Linked DNA regions of Rattus norvegicus: region 2 is linked to region 1. A link is a contact called in public Hi-C data. All regions are on one chromosome and are shown on one strand. The core of a region is the stretch at or near the end of the contact, and the rest is flanking DNA. Distances in the headings are between cores, read along the strand shown.

Region 1 (7,381 bases), core at 3,179-5,678:
CCACAGCTCACGCAGCAGCACAAAGGCTCATCAGAAGAAATTAGGCCACAGGGAGGGGGGTCAACTGTGATCAGAGGTCGTTAGAGCTGTGGCTTTTGGGATAGGGAGTCCCCAAGTTAAACCAAGACAAAATTCAAGTCCCCTTGCTTCCAGGCTATGGGGAAGTTACGTCCACCTCTCTATTTGTTTCCTCTTTCTTTTTTAAGATTTATTTTTTATTTTATGTGTATGTATTGTACATACACCACATGCATGGAGGTACTCAATGAGGCGAGAAGAGGGCATCAGGACCCCTAGAGAAAGTTGTGACGCCGGGGGTGGGAGGGTTGGGGGGGGTCGGTGTTGGGAATAGAACCTGAGTCCTCTGTAAAATCAACGAGCAATCTCTCCAGCTTCAATTTCCTCCTCTCTGAAAAAGGCACTAATAAAAATTTAGGAAGATTTAAACAAATTACTACACAAAAAAAAAAAAACCTGCTTAGTACAGCACTTGGCTGACTGAGTGATTTGTTATTTTCTTCTCTTTTAATTTTTTTTCATTTTTCAAGACAGTATTTTTCTGTGTAGCCCTTACTGTCCTGAAATTCACTCTGTAGACCAGGCTGGTCTCAAACTCAAGAGATCTGCCTGCCTCTGCCTCTAGGAGACACCTGACTTGAGCCATTTTATACACACACACACACACACACACACACACACACACACACAAAACCCTGCTGGTCTTGAACTCACTACAAAGACTGAACTTGCTGTGAATTCACACAGACCCACATCTTTCTTCCTTCCAAGTGCTGGGATTAAAGAAGGAGGCCACTAAATCTGACCTCTATATCGACCTCTCCCCTCGACTCAAAATGTGGCCCATGCTAGTCTTGAGCCCAACATCTTCCTACCTTCTTTTCCTGGGATGTGTTTATTTATTCTACTAATCGGCTATTTTCTGCCACTGGGGGCTGAACCTTAGAGCAGTGCTCTGTCACTGAGACACATACCAGCCTCTATGAACTCTCATTACTCTCCTGTTCTTTATGTGATCTCTGATTTCTGCCACCCTTCCTACTCTGTCTCCGAGTTCCCTTGGTCTTCTGCTAGAACCTTTCAGTATTCTGACCTGAGGAGTCTTCCTCGATGCTCTCAAGAGGTCTACAATAACCCTCAGGTTTATCCTCACAAAAGCTGTGAGTACTTCCCCATTACCCTCAGGTCAGAACCCAAATGCTTCACCGGACTCGCTGCACTCTGGAAGAACTCTACACACACTTCCAGCCTGAGCCTTCATTTCTCTTCTTCATGTCCCGAGCTCTCAGGAAACCCCTTCCATCTCTACACCACTCCTACCTGTCTCACCACCTTCTCCTTGCTTAATTCATTTCTCAACTTGTCATAGGACAAGTTGTAGCTTTACAAAGTTCATTTTCTTTCTTTTTCTTTTCTTTCTTTCTTTCTTTTTCCTTTTTTCTTTTTTCTTTCTCTCTCTCTCTTTCTTTCTTTCTTTCTTTTTTGGTGGTTTTTCAAGACAAGGTGTCTCTGTGTCATCCTGGCTATCGTAGACCCTCACTAGGTAGACCAGGCTGGTCTCAAACTCAGAGATCCACTTGCCTGTTTCCTGAGTGCTGAGATTAAAGTGTGAGCCACCACTGCCTGGCTTGAATCATTTTCAATCAACTTATCGATCAACTTTTCTGTCTTCTTACAAATCTCTCCCCACCACAAACCTAGGACCACATGAGTGATACGCAAATGCTCTAACACTGAGCTACACCCCCAGAACCCCAAATTACTCCTTCATTTCCTTTATTTTGGCCGACAGCTCCCTAAGACCAAGGGTGACCTTAAGTTTAAGATTCCTTCCCCTTACTTCCTCAGTGCTGGGATTACAAATGTGTGCTACCATGCCTGGTTTCTGTGGTGCTAAGGACTGAGCTCAGGGATGTGTGCATGCTAAGCAAGCAAGAACTCTACCATGCTCGCCCAACCCATTTCCATGACTTATGACTGAGTTACTACCAAAGAATTCAGCTATTATTTTGGTCCCTACACTACCTCTTCATTTTCTTCCCCCAGTAACTACTTCCTTTGGGGACCTATGTCTATAGTGTATTAAGTCTTACTAGGACCCAGGTATAGTGGCTTCAGGAGGATTACCGTAAGCCAGAGGCTAGCCTGAGTCACCTAGTGTGAGCCTGTAAAAAACCAAAATTCATGTGGGATATCTTTAAATATTTCCCCTCTGCCTCTCTTGGTCTGAGGGTTGTCATACAACAAAAGATGGTTTGTAGACAGATCTCGGGTAAGGTCACAGCACCATATTCATGTCAGAGTACATACTGTGAAGGTGTGTCTCTGTTTTCAATTGTTAATTCTGTACCAGCAGAGAGCTAAATGCTAGGATTCTGGTCTTCCCATTTCTATGGCCCATTACTGGGTTTCTATTTTTGTAAATATTTGTTCTTCCTGCTCTGATCTAGAATTGTCTCTAGTTGGCTGTCATAAAGAGCTGACAGCCAGTAGTTAGGCAGGGGGTGGAGGGTGACTTTTCCAGGGGAGAAAGGGATTCTGGGAGAAGAAATCAGAGGTGAGGGATTCAGACAGCAGACAAGGGAATAAACAGAGGCGCCTGAGCTGAGCAGAGGTAGAGCTGGCCACAGCAGGACGTAGTGCCAGGATTAGTCAGGTTAGAGTAGCTAGAAGACAGCCCTCGATGAAAAGCCTAAGCTTTAAAATATTAAAAACTCAGTGTCATTATATACGAGCTAGGCCTGCTATACACTCACCCCAGTGAGGACTCTAAAATGCCTCCTATTACTTAAGACCCTTTGAGCTGCCTTTGTTTGGGTCCTTCAGAGGCCTGGGTGTTCATTTATTCAAAGCTGCAACAAGTCCTTGTCTTTATAAACGAGCCATTCATTCACTGACTCGCTTAAGCACCTGGGCTTGCAACATAGCCCATGTACAGCTCACTAAATGTGCACTTTGTTATCTACAAAATACCAAAGGCAGGCAACCTCCCTAGGTCCATAGGTTCAGCCACTTCATTGTTGGTGAAATACCCATCCCCGATTGTTTGCCGAAAGAAATATCCAGGACTGTACTTCTGAAAGATCCAAGAACTCCAGGGCAGGTTAGCACCGAGAAACACTGCTCGAGTTTTTTCTAAACCACTCATTTTCCTCTTATTTATTCCTTCCAGAAATTGTCAGTCCATGAAATCTCACTCGTAAAATTTCAAAAGCAATGCGCTATGCTTTAGATTAGTTCCATTGTTAGAAACATATTTCATGGAGAAAATTCAACTAGCTAGGTGGCAAGGTACTCCCACCATTGAGGCATTAAAATGGGCTGTCAGGGAACAGTTAGGCAAACTTAAGGCCAGGTTAGGCTATATAATGAGTACCAGGCCAGCTAGGGCTACCTAGCACATCTATAATAAGTAAATAAATGATTGCAGGACCCAAACACACAAGAATCTAAGCTCTTACAGTTCTGGAACTTTTTTTTTTTTAATGTAAGACCATGCTAATGTTTTTATTAGTTATTAGCTCAGGTCATTGTGCTAACATAATGTCAGCCTTGCATTTCTCAAGGGCAGGGCTTTTATTATGCCAATAGACAAAATAGTTTGTTCTGGAAACAAATGCAAATTTCCTCTCAAAGTGTCACCCCCCCTCTCACCTGATTTCAAATTAATCAGTGTCTTAATGAGTTCATAAACTCAAGATTTTTCCAATTGTATTATCATTCTATACTGGCTACACCGCGAAGTGGGCCACCTGGAACTTTTTTTTTTAAAGCAAGCAGGCATGCATCTAAGATTCAAACATCTTTCCGTTCCTATCATGCCTACATTCAAAACACATGATACACTTATGCTCCAATCTGCGTTTCCGGGAGATGAGAGCTACAGGTCCGCCCGAGGGAGGCTATTAGCCCAAGCACCAGTGTCACACCAGGAACCCAGTGCTCTCCAGTCGCAGCAGGAGGGCCCACATAAGCCGGGTCACCCCGGGCGTAAAAGTCCGCCTGTCAGTCTTTCCCAGGAAGGACCGATCAGGGTAGTGAGCATCACGTGAAGCTCTCATTTCCGGAACCAAAGACGCGCACTGCACGTGAGCCGCCGACTGAAGGGTCCCCCGCGCCAACCCTGCCGTGTCCCTCCGATTACACAGGAAGACGCTCCCGGAATCCGCGGTCCCCGCCCGTCGCGTCACCCCGCACCCCGCACCCCGCGTCCCCGATGGTGGAGCCGCTGCGACTCTGGGTAGCTCCCAGCCCGCTGTCTCCGCCCCCTGAGCTCAGCACAGGAAGCGGGATGGCGGCGACGGGGCTCGGCGCCTCACTCACGTCCTCCAGCCTACCGCCCGCCGCCATGACCCGCCGTCGCGGGCCGATGCCCCGCCAGCCTGACCTCTCCACCAGCGCCCCGGCGCCGAGGGCCCGGGACAGTCGCACCTACTTGGACCTGCGCGCCCCGCCCCGGACACACCCACTCTGCGCCAGCCCCGCCCCTAAGGCCACGCCCCTCGACTTAGATCAGCCGATCAGAAGCCAGGAGGAGTGTGGCCCTCCCTTCAGACTCCCGCTTTGGGTGTCGGTCTAGCCCAGGCGGTTGTTTCATCCGTTTATCAGAGATTTGGCAATTAAAAAAATGAATTTCTAGAGCAACCATTTAAACCATGTTTCGTCAACTACTCTTTAAACATTAACTTATTTCTGTTGCGTAGTTTTTGTTTGCAGCGATAGCTCTGTGTTCGGAAAAAGACGCAGTAAAAATTGTAATTCCACCTGTAGAGGGACTGACCTAGAATAGATTCTAATTTGTATAACAAATTTACAGTTGTCTCCACAGGAAATTCCTGTAGCTTTTGTTGTTCTTGTTGTTTTTGTTGTTGTTGTTGTTTTTTTAGGTATTCTGTTTCTGTTTTTTCTTTCCCCATCTCTTTTTCTGTCCTTTGATTATTTTTGGTTTCAGTTTTGCTTTTTGAGACAGGGTTTCTCTACATAGCTCTGCTGTTCTGAAACTCACTATGTAGACCAAGATGGCCTTGAACCCTCAGAGATTCACCTGTCTTTGTCTCCTCTAGTGGAGTGCTCAAATTAAAGGCTTGTGTCACCACTATGTGAATCCCGGGCTTGGTAGCAAAAGCCATTGGTTAGTCCTCATTTTTTTTTTTTAAATTAAAACAAGGTCTCAAGTAGCTTACGCTGACCTAGAAATTGATGTGCGCTGAAACTGACTTTCAGTTCCTGATCCCCTTGCCTTTGCACAGTGAAATCTGGCATTGTTAGTACACACCACCCACCTGACAAGTTGTTTTGTACATACAAAGTATTTTAAAATTGTTTTTATTTTATGTGTTTCAGTGTTTTATTTGCATGGGGGGCTGTGCACTGTGTGCATGCCTGTTGCCCAGGGAGGCCATAGGAGCTATTGGATCCTCTGACACTAGAGTTTGACAGTTGTTTTTGGGAATCAAACCCAGGTCCTTTGGAAGAATGGTTAGTGTATCTAAGTAGCACTGAGGCATCTCTGCAGCCCAAGTTTTAACACACACACACACACACACACACACACACACACACACACACACTGAATCGTACTGGGGAACTGGGTGTGGTAGCACACACCTGTAGTCTCAGGACTTAGAAGAGGCAGAAGGATCATGAGTTCAAGGCCAGGCTTTGCTCTATAGTAGATTAGAGGCACGCCTGGGTCACATGAGACTATCTCATGAAGAAGTAAAGAGAGAAGTGAGGAAGAGTCCGTAATGTCTGTGGGTGAGGAGGAATTGGGAAGCAAAGGTGTCATCAACACTGAGCAGACTGGGCCCCAAGGACAGTGGCTGGACTTGTCCGTTGGGAAGAATGCCTGTCCTCCTGTCCTGGAACAGGTAGTTGAATCATATTGGTTCCTTCCTCTCCCTAAAACCAGCTTCTCTACAGGCCCTGGAAAGGAATAACCCTGAAATCCTCAAAGAACATCTCCTTATGTGCTGCACAGTTTTAACTGGACTTTGCTCTTTTAAATAAGCGTTTACTGGCGCCTGTTAATTATATGTAATGATAGGTTTCATGGTGGCATTTTCATACGTGTTTATAAGGAATTTGGCTTATATAGCACCCGTTGCCTTCTCGTGTTCCCTCCCACTGATTCCCTTCCTTTTCCCAACTAGTCTCCTTTCTGATTTCACGGCAGCAATGTGGAATGTGTATGTGCATGCTCGAGCATGTGCATGTTTGTGTGTGATGTAATGAGTTTAAGGTTTCATACTCACAGTATCATGTGTCACTTACCAATCACCTCCATTCCTAAAGAATCTCTCTCTCTCTCTCTCTCTCTCTCTCTCTCTCCCCCCCCCCCTTGATTTAATACAGAAAGTCAGGCCATTGAGTGGCTTAGCAGGTAAAGGTGCTTGCTTTGAAAGCCTGACCTGATGACTTGAGTTCAATCCTCAAGACCCATGAAAAGTATCAGGAAAGGGCTGGAGAGATGGCTCAGCGGTTAAGAGCACTGATGCTCTTCCAGAGGTCCTGAGTTCAATTCCCAGCAACCACCTTGTGGCTCACAACCATCTGTAATGGGATCTGATACCCTTTTCTGGTGTCTGAAGGTAGTATCTGTCTGCTCACATATGTAAATAAATAAATCTTTTTTTTTTTAAGTAGCAGGAAAGAACCAACTCTGCAATGTTATCCCCTGACCTCCCTCTATGTACACCAAACCACGGACACCCTGCCCCTCAAATAATAATAAATAAAAATATCTAAACATATTTTAAAAATAAGGAAGGTTGAGTTCAGATCCAGTTTAGCTGAGTTGGACTTTTTTTCTTTTGTGTTTTGAGGCAGAGTCTTATGTTGCCTAGCCTGGCCTCCAATTCATTCTGTAGCTACAGATGACCTTGAACTCCTGATCTTGTATGGCAGAGCCATCACACAGCCCAGCTGTGAACTCACAGTCAATAGTAGTTGGGTTCAAAGGAAAATGACGGCATGGTTAGGAGATTCTACTAGAAGACAGGGGGTGGGGGAGCACGGGATGCAATAAGAATAGGTTAGCAAGGTATGAGAAGGATAAAATGAGAGATGTGGTAAGGAACAGAACAAACAGGGTTCGTGTGCAGTCGCTGAGAAGACGGGAAATAGATCAGGAAGGCTGAGGGGCATCAAACTGGGCAACCACCCTCTCATTCTCTGAGTATTTCCCATCCGTCTGTCCTTCCTTTCTTCCTCCTTCCTCCCTTCTTGACATCTTTCCCTTTCTTTGTCTTGTCATCTCTTTTTATGTTTTTCTTCCTCTTCAGCACACACACTTATGGATTCAGGCTGTCCTTGACCTTGCTGTATAGTAGACAGGATGACCTTGAACTCCTGATGTTCTTGT
Region 2 (7,674 bases), core at 3,372-5,871, 220 kb after region 1:
GGGAGCTGTTTGTACTGCCGGTTTCTCTTTGATCTATTTGTTGGCTAAAGGTAGAGAGGTCTAAGGTTGAGGTCAGCGGTGTATGTGTTGCCAGACAACTTGCTCCTTTTCTATGAGGCCCTGACCCTCCACGTTGCATAACTGCCTGATCATGTATGTGCAAAGAACGCCTTATTTCAATTTGCTCTTGGCCTTCTACAGACTCCATGATGGCTGGTGCTTCATTTTGGAGTGATGGTTACATGACCGAATAGAAGAATACATTGGAATCAGGTTTCTTAGACTCTATGCCTAGGCTTCTCCACTGTGTAAAGGAAAGGCTCCAGTGTGTTGAACCCATAGAAACCAGGCCGGTATCCCATACTATGTGGGCCAATTGTGAGTTTTAAGAAATTTCTTAGGCTTTGACTCTCACTTTATTATGACAAGAGTTAAGACAATGAGCAGTGTCACGTCACAGAATTTCATAGGATTTGAAAACAGTGTTTGTTTTGTGCCTGAACCCCTAGATAGGTTACATTTCACTGTATTCATCCTTTTCTGCAGGAGAATAATCCAATTGGGCTACCATATCTCCACTTCTAACTAGCCATAAATTTCCAAGGTTTAGGAACAGTTCACAGGAATATATATGGTTCTTCTGGGGTTTCACGCTACGTCTGAATCCATCAATGTTTCCTGAGCACTTTTTGACTTGTGGCTTGTTCTTCAACATCTCACACATGCTGGGCTGGGGCTCTACTTCCCAGCCTACTGAATTTGTTAAGCAAGCATACTTGCCAAAGTGTCTGCTGTTAAAACATAGCAAACCTGCTCAATCTGACCCCACAGTGTGTGACCAGCACAGTCACATCTGCAGCCTCAGACAACAGAGGCAGGGGGATCTAGAGCTGGGATAGCCAGGTGAAACAGTCCCGAAGTGAGGTTAAGACTTCCAGCTTTTCCTTCAGTCCCTGCTCCACTCTTCGTCCCTATAGTTCCTTTACACAGGAGAAATTCTGGGTTAAAATTTTGAAAAGGGTTGAGTGGCCCCATCCTACAATCGGGGGGCCATGCTTAACCCCTGGATCTGGTCTCTACAGGTTCTCTCTCCTCTTTGCTGGGCATTGCAGCTGATGTCATCCCAGTTGGATCCTGGGAGCCTCTTGCTTTCCTGGCATCTGGGACTTTTGTTGACTATCACCAGTTCCCCATCCCCCATCGCTACACACCTCTGTTCAATTTCCTGTTTCTCTGTACATCTCACCTATCTCCTCCCACACCTGATCTTGCCCCCCTTTATTCTCCTTCCCTCCCTCCTCTTTTCCTCCCAAGTCCTGTGATTATTTTGTTCCCCCTTCTAAGTAGGACTGAGGCATCACATTTTGATCTTCCTTCTTCTTGAGCTTCATATGGTATGTAAGTTGTACCATGGGTATTCTGGGCTTTTTTCCTAATATCCACTTATCAGTGAGTGCATACCATGTGTGTTCTTTTGTGACTGGGTTACCTCACTCAGGATGACATTTTCTAGTTCTATCCATTTGCCTAAGAGTTTCATGAAGCCATTGTTTTTGATAGCTGAGTAGTACTTCATTGTGTAGATGTACCACATTTTCTGTATCCATTCCTCTGATGAAGGGCATCTGGGTTCTTTCCAGCTTCTGGCTATTATAAATAAGGCTGCTATGAACACAGTGGAGCATGTGTCTTTGTTATATGATGGGGCATCTTTTGGATATATGCCCAGGAGAGGTATAGCTGGGTCCTCAGGTAGTACTATGTCCAATTTTCTAGAACCACCAGACTGATTTCCAGAATGGTTGTACCAGCTTGCAATCCCACCAGCAATGGAGAAGTGTTCCTCTTTCTTCACATCTTTGCCAATATCTCCTGTCACTTGAGTTTTTGATCTTAGGTCATCCAGAGACTGCCCCACCTGGGAATCCATGCCACATGCAGTCACCAAACCCAGTCACGATTGCAGATGCCAGGAAGCACTTACTGACAGGGGCCTGATATGGATGTCTCCTGAGAGGCTCTGGCAGAGCCTTAGGATACTTGCAGCTAACCAGCAGACTGAGCTCAGGGAACCCACTGGAGGAGTTAGGGGAAGAACTGAAGGAGCTGAAGGGGTTTGCAACCCCATAGGAAGAACAACAATATCAACCAAGCAGACCCAGAGTTCCCAGAGACTAAACCACCAACCAAAGAACACACATGGAGGGACCCATGGCTCTAGCTGCATATGTAGCAAAGGATGGCCTCATCTGACATCAGTGGGAGGGAGGCCCTTGGTCTTGTGAAGGCTCGATGCCTCGGCATAGGGGGATGCCAGGGTGTTGAGGTGGGAGTGGGTAGGTGGATGGGGGAGCACCCTTATAGAAGCAGGGGGTGGGAGATGGGATAGAGGGTCTGTACAGGGGTCACTGGGATGGGGCACAACATTTGAAATGTGTATAAATAAAGTAACCAATAAAAATTTTTTATAAAGTTACAGCCTTATACCCCCAGAGCAGCCAATCACCAGTCTCAGACTGCCCAGGAGGAAGAGTTGGTTCTGGGAGAGCAACTCTGGTCACACTTAATAGCTGGAGGAAGAATTGCTTATGAAGCACCCCACTTTCCCTATGAGACATGTGTGCGACCTGACACATTCTTCGTCTTTGAGGTGACCTGCCTGCCTCCACACTTCATAAAGAATATGTGTGCTAACGGTATGGAATAATAGCCAGGAGTGTAAGGTACACTGGATTCACCAGAAACACTTATCAATGGAGCTTGTTCAGAGTTGAAGGGGAGGAAAGATTGTCAGTTCCAGGCAGGAAAGGGAGGGACAATGATATCCCTCTTAGAAACTCTAGGATGGCCTTCACACAGTGTGCACTTCAATGAAAATGTCTACAGAGAGTAGATGGGGGCAGGGCTAGCCTCCATGATACCCTTGTGCAATGTGTAAATGAGTGTGGTAGTGCACGTCCTTAATTCCAGCACTAGGGTGGCAGAGGCAGGTGGATCTCTGTTCAAGGCTGGCCAGATCTACATAATGAGACCCAGTCTCAAAAAACGAAACAACAACAACAAAAACAAAAACCAAAAAGGGCCATTTTAAAGATAAAAATCATGTCATATCCCTAGGCTGGTCTCATACTCAGAACAATCCTCCTGCTTCAACACCCCAAACACTGGGATTGCAGGCATATACCATCATTTCTATTTTATTTATTTAGTTTTGTCTGGGGAGGTTGTTCTTATTTTGAGATAGGGCCTCCTCAGTTAGCCTGATTGGCCTTGAACACATTATGTAGACAAAGTTGATCTTGAATTTCTAATCCTCCTGGCTCTACCTGCCAAGTGCCTGGGTTACACCACCATGGTGGCTATGTATGGCCTTGGGTCTTTTGTTTGTTTGTTTTGTTTTGTTTTGTTTTTTGTTGGTTGGTTTAGTTTTGTAAAAGACACCTTCTTTAAGCAAAAGGTTGGCTTCTTGTTATCACATCATCTCTACAAAGGATTTTCATAAGTGGTATAAAAGAAGCCTAGAGCTGTAGTCTTTGGGCACACACATGGCAACAATAGGTACACAGGCTTAGGTATTCTCAGCTCATTTGCTGGTTTAGGTCCAGGTCTTGACACCTCAGGGAACAGATAACTTAAAACCAATTTCCACTTGTGCAACCCCAGCCCTCTAGAATGCTAAGCATAAACTCTACCACGGGGCAGCCTTGTCAAGGCCTCAGCAGACTCTTGCCCCTCCCGCCGGCCTCTCTGAGTTTTGTTCTCTCCCCCGCAACACGGGAATGCTGGCGACTTTCTCTCAGACCTATTGCAGGATGTACATTGCATTGGTACCCTATGGTCCATGTACAGACCAGGCATAAACCTGACCTTCTGAGGTTAATCCTCAGAACCACAAAGTAAAAGGGGAGAACCAACTCCCCTTTTGAACACACACGGACAGACACTAAATGTATTAATAATAATAATAATAATATAATAATAATAATAATATAAAACTTTTAAAAGCTTCCCTTATTAAAGGACGTGAGAAGCAAGATGGATGATACAAGGCAGGAGGATTAGAGGTCAAGGCCATCCTTAGGTTACATATCTAGTTCAAAGGCCAGACCGTACATGAGACCTATCTCAAGAAAGACCGAAATCCAGAATAAACCACAGGAAAGCAAGAGCAAAAGCTCAAAATAGTCTTTAAAACATTTATACTACTTTTCCCTCCAGGGTTCTGGATGAAGCCAAACCAATGTGGGTAGCAAGATGCTACCCAGTCGGCCCACAGCACTGAGCAGCCTAGGAACCCGCAGCTTGGTTGCCAAGGCGACGCCTGGTTTGTGGCTGCCCCGCCCTGTCACGCCGTCACGCGCGCCCGCGCCGCCCCGCCTCCAGCTGCGCTGCCGCGCGATCGACTGGCTGGCCGCGCGGGTCTCACTATCCTCACTCCATCCGCGCAGCCAATGGCAGACGCCGCCAGGGGTTCGTTGACGTGAGTCACACGCTGTCCGGCCTCGGCGCGGACCAATCGCTGCACGGCGAGGGCAGGGCGGGAGTGGGGCGGACCAATTACGACAGGAGCACCCGGTCACGGCCTCCGGGCCCCGCCCCGAGCCGATGGAGGTAGTGAGAAGGCCGCTGCACCTGCCCGGTCTTTCGCCGAGACCGCTGTCAATCGCGGGGCACCAGGTAAGGAGCTCTCTAGCCCGAGCCGGGTGGAGGGCGGCTGAGAAGGGGACCGGCGGGGTGGGGTCGGGCCAAGGCCCGTAAGGATGCGGTGGGAAGGAGCCCAGCCGTGCAAGACTCCGGGCAAGGAGGCAAGGTTCTCAAGTGATGGAACTGGAATGCCAACACTTCCTGCCCTTTAAAGAGTTTGCAATCTCCTGGAGTCTGGATCGTTGACTTAAGTCTTAACAACTTTTTATAAAAAGCCATCACCACGTGGGGGTCATAGGGTGCGCTCTGTGTTTGTGCATCTGGGAAGGTGTCTCAGAGGTACCGAAGGATGTGGTTCCATGTGAGAGAGGGGTGCATGGACGAGTGGTCTAGTCTTCACCCGTAGGACAGCAACCCCTGCTTGAACCGTGAAGTTGTAACTTATGTTTAGATGGATCCTGACACTGCCTAAGGCTTATCTAAGCTGCAGTGCCAAAAGAGGGACTGGGATTGTCAGTTAAACTACGAATACATTTCTTTCATCTCCCACCCCCCCTTTTTTTTTTTAAATCCGAGGATCTAGTCCACCTGATTCAGATCGGATTTCCAGGCGAGCCGACTGTTCATAGCTGAGGAGGCAGGATATTCATTTCAACAAAGCCTGCTTTCTCCTGCCCGGTTGGATCACTTTCTCTGTCTGACACTTTGTTTAACTACATACCCATTTTCCTCCCCTCATTACAGAGCGTGAGCTCGGGGTAACTGAACTCTGTCTCAACATTCTCTGGAAGTTGGGAGACTTGGTTGAGGGTGCCGAGTTAGAGACTAGAACCCTTGCTTTGGAGGTGATGAAGTTCCCCAAGTTAGGTATTAAAGGGTTTTTGGGAGGGGCACTTGATGCTCTTAGGATGCCCTGAAGTTTGGCCCAAATCAAAACTGTCTTTGAGTGGAGATGGCCATCAGCCTCTTGGGTAATCAGAACCTAGGTCAGGATAGGAGTTGCAGATGATGGATAGCAGCATGTTCTTAAACCAGGGCCCCTCTGTTGTAACCTGGTCTCTCCAGTGTCATGTCTAGGTCTCCGTGTAGAAAGTGCTTCTGCCTGGAAACCCTGGGCCTCTCTGTCCTCATAGCTCTATAATCTTCCTTGTATCCTACATGTCACATTGGTTTGTGATGTTCTGGGACCTCCAGGAGGGGGGTAGGGGCAGCACAGTAACAACATATCATAGCCAGTCATTTGCTAGAGGGGATCTATGTGAATTCCATGAGACTAGGAAGAATGCCAAGTGGAGAAATGTGGAATCTTGATTGTTGCTGGGTGTGTGGGCGAATACTTGTAATCTCAGTGGAGGCAGGGGGATCAGGAGTTCAAGGTCATCCTTGCATAATTTTAAGCCCAACTTGGACTAAAGCCTTCATCTTGAGAGAGACAGAGACAGAGAGACACGGAGAGAGATCTCACCATCCAGATGGGTCAAATGAAATAAGTTCTGAAGAATATTGGATTTGATACCAGGGGCACTTCGTGATTTTTTTTTTTAAAGAATATGTTGAACATACTGATGAGAATAGAAAACAATGGGAAGGGAGATCATGGGGCCAGTGTGAGTAGAGCCTCTTCAGGAGGCCTGGGCAAGCCACTCTCTTCCACTCAGCATCTGTGCAGCTTTGGACAGGTCAGTTTTCATCCCAAACCCAGCTCATCATTGAGAACCAAGCTCATAGAAGTTCTTCCACCTCACCATGGCGAGGCAAGGGTTTAGCTTAAAGTGGCAGCATATACTGAGTATGCAGAAGGTGCTCAATAATTGTTAGCTTACTTTAGGTGCTGTGTGCCAGGTCTTATGTTCAGTACTGAACATGTCCTGTTTATTGGGGTTTCTCAGTGAATTATTGTTGAGATATTTTTTTCCCCTGATAGAATTATGGCTCAGGATTCTATCATCCCACAGGATCTGGGGCATGGACCAAGGAAGTGGGTGTGCCTTTGGTCATGGTCAGATTTGGTAATGACCCCGGGATGGAAAGTGGAGATTGGAGTGATAGTGGTGCGTTTTGTAACTTTGTAGTGGATGGTTGATAATATCTTCGTGTGGATGGGGAGCCCATGGTAGGAGACCATTGTGGGTGAAGGGTGGCACTTTTAATCTAGACTTTCTTTTTAAGAAGGGTGCAGTGGCCTGGAAAAGATGACAGAGATTAGGAATTTTTTTTCTGCCCCCACCCCTTCCCTTCCTTTCCCACTCTTTTCCTAGACAGTGTCTCATAGGAGCCAAGTTGGCCTGAAACGCACCATCTTCCCATTTCAGCCTCGTGAATGATGGGGTAGGGAAGTTTTTCTCTGGAAAAGCAGATTCAAATGTGTTTTTATTTTATTACTATTAACTTAAAGTTCGTTGTTTTGTGTATACTGAGTGTGTACCTGCATCTCTGTCTGTGGAAGCTTGATACCCTTGGGTAGAGGAGAAGGTGCCAGATCCTTTGGAACTAGAGCTATATATGGTTGCGAGCTACCATGCAAGTGCTGGGAACTGAACCTGGGTCCTTTGCAAGAGCAGCCAGTGCTGTTCACCGCTGACCCCAGTCTCCAGCCCACGCATGTATTTTTACAATGAAGGACATGAAATGAAAAAGGATAAAGGAGAGTCATATCCTGGTAAGATACAAACTTGGGAAGTAGGGAGGCAGAGGCTGATGAGTTCAAGGCTAGCCTCTTCCATTAAGTGGGTTCCAGGACAACCAGGGCTACTCAGAGAAACCCTATCTAGAAACGCAAAACAACACAGCACAGGACAAAGTGAAGCCAAAAGAACACAGGAAGACTTATTCTTGGAGAGAATGAGGACAACCTGTGAGGCCAGCAGGTATGGGAGGATAAGGGGTGGGACAGGAGGGAGTTTGGAGGTCTGAGAGGTGATTTACCTTCCTAGCCTCTGTCACATAGACTAGGATAAGAGATCAGTTGGAGAAGTGATAGAGCATTCTAGAAGTGCCTATTGTTAACTCTTCTAAGGCTATGAAAACACT

What was found. Hi-C and Micro-C count contacts between places; a contact is called where the count stands out from the background.
Region 2: a contact with region 1 is called in a Hi-C map of liver, with 2.2 times the contacts expected there. The contact joins the promoter of Msmo1 here to the promoter of Tmem192 in region 1. A contact is called at or near these places in 7 of 12 Hi-C or Micro-C datasets (frontal cortex, hepatocytes, kidney and 3 more) and 1 of 1 datasets of contacts at active chromatin or transcription factors (oligodendrocytes).

Annotation. Positions count from the first base shown.
Region 1 is chr16:29,523,056-29,530,436 of GRCr8, forward strand. It overlaps Tmem192 (transmembrane protein 192), which reads right to left and starts at 4,429. Exons shown (of 6, transcript NM_001014141.1): 1 at 4,342-4,429. The coding sequence starts at 4,368.
Region 2 is chr16:29,742,492-29,750,165 of GRCr8, forward strand. Msmo1 (methylsterol monooxygenase 1) reads left to right here and starts at 4,622. Exons shown (of 6, transcript NM_080886.1): 1 at 4,622-4,677.